Linked DNA regions of Danio rerio: region 2 is linked to region 1. A link is a contact called in public Hi-C data. All regions are on one chromosome and are shown on one strand. Each heading gives the region's core, a stretch centred on a gene start, on an enhancer-like site or on the middle of the called end of the contact. The rest is flanking DNA. Distances are from core to core; before and after follow the strand shown. Region 1 holds the start of map2 (microtubule-associated protein 2). Region 2 overlaps map2 (microtubule-associated protein 2).

The links. Hi-C and Micro-C count contacts between places; a contact is called where the count stands out from the background.
Region 2: a contact with region 1 is called in a Hi-C map of skeletal muscle, with 4 times the contacts expected there. The contact joins the enhancer-like site here to the promoter of map2 in region 1. A contact is called at or near these places in 5 of 18 Hi-C or Micro-C datasets (caudal fin, embryo, hematopoietic stem cells and 2 more) and 2 of 4 datasets of contacts at active chromatin or transcription factors (caudal fin and embryo).

The regions. Positions count from the first base shown.
Region 1 is chr9:40,497,216-40,500,018 of GRCz12tu, forward strand. It overlaps map2 (microtubule-associated protein 2), which reads left to right and starts at 1,435. Exons shown (of 15, transcript XM_073912953.1): 1 at 1,435-1,481.
Region 2 is chr9:40,702,222-40,705,123 of GRCz12tu, forward strand. It overlaps map2 (microtubule-associated protein 2), which reads left to right. Exons shown (of 15, transcript XM_073912953.1): 13 at 1,281-1,362; 14 at 2,486-2,598; 15 at 2,674-2,902. The coding sequence ends at 2,889. Among named protein-coding and RNA genes, the nearest start is that of myl1, 16 kb to the right of the region's middle. Within about 2 kb of position 1,415, at least 3 of the 62 cell types and tissues checked have an H3K27ac peak or open chromatin away from gene starts, as enhancers often do.

The DNA.
Region 1 (2,803 bases), core at 185-2,684:
TGTGTAGAACAGCCATAAATGAGGTTTGTGTTGCGATCTTATTCCTTTAGAGTGCACATGTGCATTAGCTCAGGCAACCTGAAAATATGCCGCTTTTGTTTTGACCATCAGAAATGAAACTAAAGGGATAGTTGTTGTTTAATTTTATTGGTGAAATGACTTGCCTTAAAGGGACTTTGACTTCCGTGCATATAACCCATTGGTAAAACAACACAATCTACATCAGTTTTGCGTGACTACAATAGTTTTAAAACATGACATTACCTGTCTAAGAGAAATACTTCAGCCATGTATCGTCCTTCCTCCAGCGTGTAAAAGAAACTCCAATATTGATTCAAGACTTTCAAAAGTATTGATCCAGAATTTGTTTTACCGCTCTCTCTCTCTTGTGTGCAAATCATGTACGTGACACATAAATGGCAGATCTGCATGAAAAGACGTGCGCATGTAAATCTACATTTGTTGACAGACAGTTTGGGCTACTTATCAGAATTATGGGGATTATCGGCTTGACAATTTTTTATTGGATAAACATTTTTTAATCTTATGCCTTACCCAGAATATAAAAATAAACATAAATATATTTAGATCATTTACTTTAATCATTACTATTGGACTGTGAAGAGACTTTCAACCAGCACAACAACAAATGTTTCTGAAAACAATCACCTACTGCACCTTTAATACTTAAAGAATGTGAATTTTCAAAAATTGTGCTTTTATGACCGACGTGTACATATATTTATTTTTAGACAACACAATTATATACTGCTGTTTTAAATTTGTAAGGCTTAACAAATTTCTATTTGATGGTATAAATCTGATTATCAATCACAACAAATGACTGCACGCACACACACACACACACACAAACACACACACGCACACACACACACACACACACACACAAAACCTCTATAAATGACAGTATTTCTATTTAAAATTTGGATGAAATGTTAAGGCATAGGCTAATGAAATAATGATATGGTCTGCCATTATCAAATAAAATGAATATTAACATTTGTTTAAAATAACATTATAGTACATTTTGTGACAAATATTTTAAGATGTTATTTATGCAGTTTTACTTGATTCATCATAAATAATTCTGGTTTGTTGATTTGAAATCTACAATAACAATGCAATTATTGCACAATTATACAAAGCATAAGCAATTATATATTGTTTATGTTATATTTTAATCTATAAATAATGTTTTAATAATGCTTAAAATAACAAAAAAAACAGTCACCATCCATTTTCATCACTTTACCTAAAATATATCATCTCTGTCTTCATGTCTACACCCAATTTACCGCACTCCTATGTACGGCCACGACAACAACATGACTTACGGTAATTATTCAGTAGTAGGCGGGGTCAGACTGCAGTGGGCGGGATCCAGTGTGGGCGGCTCATCTTCCACCGGCTTTCACTGCGCTCCGAGAGGAAGCCTGCAGCGGACGCAACACGCCGAACAGGTAAACCGCTATATTTCATTATTACCAGAAAGCCATAATATCGAGTTTAAACGGTCAGCACGATTTGCATACGCATATCTGAGCACATCCCGAAGTTCTCTGACACACTGCTGTTTCAATTCCTCTAATCCGTGCTTTTGAAGATGTTAATGGGACAGATAATCCCTATTGCTTGAGAAAGGACGCATTGTTCCGTTGACTGCAACAGACACCGTGCTTCACATTGGCAGAGTACACATCACAACCTTATTTCATCATCATGCAATGCTTACAAACTTTTCGTAATGTGTGCCAACTTCGTTTTAATCTCAAAGGAGAGCTAGAAGTGTGTACTTTTATCTGTTTTAAAATGCTGCTTTGTGCTGAATTGAACTGATTTTTATTTTCAAGCCTGAGATGATTTGTCTTGAAGGGAGATTGATCTGCATATGAAAAGGAGGAGACCTGGTCAAAGACATGCTCTGGGTTTTTTTGTCGCAGGAGAGGTTTGCAGTCCAGCAGAGATGGTGCTGAAACAACAGCAACCCAGTGATAGACACTGGGTTAATCTGTTCTCTTTATTTGCATCAGTGCTGATTTTGATGTCTTATATATTATTTTTTATCTTGCTCCCTGCTGAAATATAGACATATGGTGTTATTGTTACATTTGATCAGTATCTTTTTTTTCACCTGACATGAAATGTTATAAATCAGTTCATGCCTTGCAAAGCAGACTATCTTAAAGCGTCCATCAATGATGATGATGATGCTGTTTCTGATCAGACATGATGCATTCCTGCATTGGCAGCGTGCCGGCTCACGCTTATTCATGAAAACAGAGCTGCGAGAGGTTTAATGCAGCGCCCTGCACTGGATGACTGATATCTGCGCAGTCCCTCTGTGTGTGTGTGTGTGTGTGTGTGTGTGTGCCGTGTATCTTATAAAGTCCATTGGCATTCAAGGGCTGGTGTGTCTAAACGCCACACCACCGGTCAGACGCAATGACCATCTGTTAGCAGACTGCCCTCTTCATCAAACACAGCAGATGTTCAAAAGGAGACAAAAAAGTTGGACGCCTGCATTCACACACAAGTGTCCTGGAGGGACTTTCCATTGACTTCTGTTGCCTTTGTAGCTGCTCTGTCCAAATACTTGAGACCTTTTTTGGGGGATTTTTGGCATATTTTTAAACATGTTTAAAAATTAAGTTATTCCTTTGTAGGACACTGGTTAGTTCCAACAGTGTTGGTCATTTCTGTAGCGTTTAAGAAAAATAATTTGAGTAATAGTGTTTCCCATTCATTACACATTCTCTGCAGTTCACCCAAACAGTCATGAAGT
Region 2 (2,902 bases), core at 165-2,664, 200 kb after region 1:
CTTAACTAACATTACCTAACATGAATAAATGCTGTAATACATTTATTGTTTTTGTTTGTTCATTTTAGTAAATACATTATTTAAGACATTCTTATTGTAAATTGTTACCAAATATACCTTACTGTACATATAATTTGTACTATATATATATATATATATATGTTTAATTTTTATTATTAAAATGCAGTCAAACTATTTCAAAAATATCTTTGAGGAAATTTCAGAAAATATAAAATAGTTTCACTAAAATATATTTTAAAATATATGTGTTTATTATTTTAATATATGTGTAATATTCCAGAAACATTTTTAAATTGAGAGTTTACGAATTAGAATTTGAGGATAAAAGATAGAGATAAAAGAAGATTACTAATATCTAGATTTATTTTATTTATATAAGACACAAGGTTAAAATACAATTTGAGGTATGTTGCATATAGTAAAAATACAGGGCTGAAATACATATTAAATATACAGTCACACTTTACAATATGGTTTCAGTAGGTTAGTAAAGGTATTTAGTAAAAAACTAATAATGGACAATACTTGTACAGCATTTATTAATAATCATACCAGTACTTTAAAATTCCTGCTTTTTAACATTAGTTAAACCATGAGTGAGTAAAAAATGAACGAGTTTCTTCTCATTCATTTAAACATTATCAAACATGTATAAATAATGTGATATATGTACTGTTCCGTGTTTGTTCATGTTAGTAAATACAATAATTATTTGTTTGGTTTTGGGATTTGTCCCTCATTCATCAGGGGTCACCACAGCTGAATTAACCACCAATTTATACAGCACAAGGAGAACATGCAAACTCCACAAAGAAATGCCAACTGACCTTGAACCAGCGACCTTCTTGCTGTGAGGCGACAGTGCTAACCACTGAGCCACTGTGTCGCCCAGATACAGTAAATACTAAGCTGAATTTGTTTCCATTTATAGCAGAATCTATTAAATACGATGTTTACTTATGCGTCACTTCTGATTCAGCTGAATGTTTGTTTTCTGACTGTGTATTGTTGATCTTTATTGTAGGTGTTGAATTGCTTATTGTTGCAAAATGTACAGACAGTATGAATCAGTTTGATTTGCAGCTCGGTTTTTATGTGTCTAACTGTTTTACAGTGCCTTCTTAACCATTTAACGCATTAATTATGTTTGTTTTATAGGCAAAACCATTTTCTTTGCAGCTTCTTATATGAAGAACAAATGGTTGACTCTCATCCCGGTTTTGTTTTATTCTGTTCTCATCTTTGGCTGTTTCTTACAGATTCACATTCAGTCTAAGAAGATTGATCTTAGTCATGTGACCTCCAAGTGTGGATCATTGGACAACATCCGCCACAGGCCAGGTGAGCGTGATAGAGAGTGCTGGACATTTTGCACACAGACTGGAGATTTGCAGTGTCATACAGCTTGCTGTGGAAATGAGCTGTGCCAGAAATAGACTGTTGAATGATGCAAGACCACCATCTAGTGGTTGTGTTTTAATTATCTCTTCTGCAAAATCTAATTTAAATGTTGCACTTGTTCATTTGTGCATGCAGATTTACAAAGTGAAAATCATCAGTTCACTGTGACATCTGTATTTTTTTCTTTTTTTAAAATACATTACTAACAATATATACTTATATATTACAAGAACAGTATATTTCAAAGAACTTTTTGTACTTTTTAGATAAATAGCCTATACATTTGTACTGTTCAAATGTTTGGAATCAGTATTTTATTATTACTCTTTTATTAAATAAGGATAAATTAATTAATCAAAAGTGACATTTAAGACATTTATTTTGGTACAGAAAACCAACACTTTAAATAATTGCTGTTATTTAGAATTTATATTCCTCAAATAATTCTGAAACAGTGTCGCACAGAATATCTTGATAACAAACTGATAACACTTCCAACACTGATAGTAATAAGACATGTTTCTTGAAAAGACAATTTGAATTGTTTCTGAAGGATCACGTGAAACTTTATAAATATTTGATACATAAATGAATTAATTAATTTAATGATGAATTGATTGATTGATTGAGTGATTGATTGATTTTGACTTAATCCCCACAGTTGATTTGGTAAATGTAAAGAATGACTCTTTAAAAATCAGTCAATAAATCTAATATTTAATAATAATAATAATAATAATAATAATAATCAAAAGTAATAATAATTAAACAATTAACTCTCAAAGAAAAAACTCAGAACAAAAGTTTAAACTGAACATAATTCCTCTTTTTAAAAAAATCAAAATTAGTCAATGTTGGTGCATCCTCGATTTTACATTTTTTAAAATAAAAAAGCAACATTAATATCTATAATTAATGAATTAATTATTGTCTGATTTTTTTTTAATTATAGCAGGCCTAGTGCTTTTATAAAAATCTTATTATATAATAAAATTTAGCACTAACAGTGCACTAACTAGGTGATGAGAAATTTGTCGTGATTTATTTTTTTCATATGTCTCAGGCGGTGGTCATGTCCGCATTGAGAGCGTGAAGCTGGACTTCAGAGAAAAAGCCCACGCCAAAGTGGGCTCCCTGGATAATGCCCACCATACACCTGGAGGAGGTCAAATCCAGGTCAGTTCTTGATAAACATATGTTTGCTTGTTTTTTCACAATCACGTCACATAATCCTATTTTTTACTTTTGAAGATTGAAAGCCATAAGCTCTCCTTCCGCGACGCTGCCAAAGCGCGTGTGGATCACGGAGCGGAGATTGTGATCGAGACGCTCGGGCTGTCCGGCGGGACGTCCCCTCACCGACACAGCCACATGTCCTCATCCGGGAGCATCAACATGCACGAGTCACCACAGCTGGCCACGCTAGCAGAAGATGTGACCGCCGCGCTGGCCAAACAAGGCTTGTGAATCCTCAAAATCT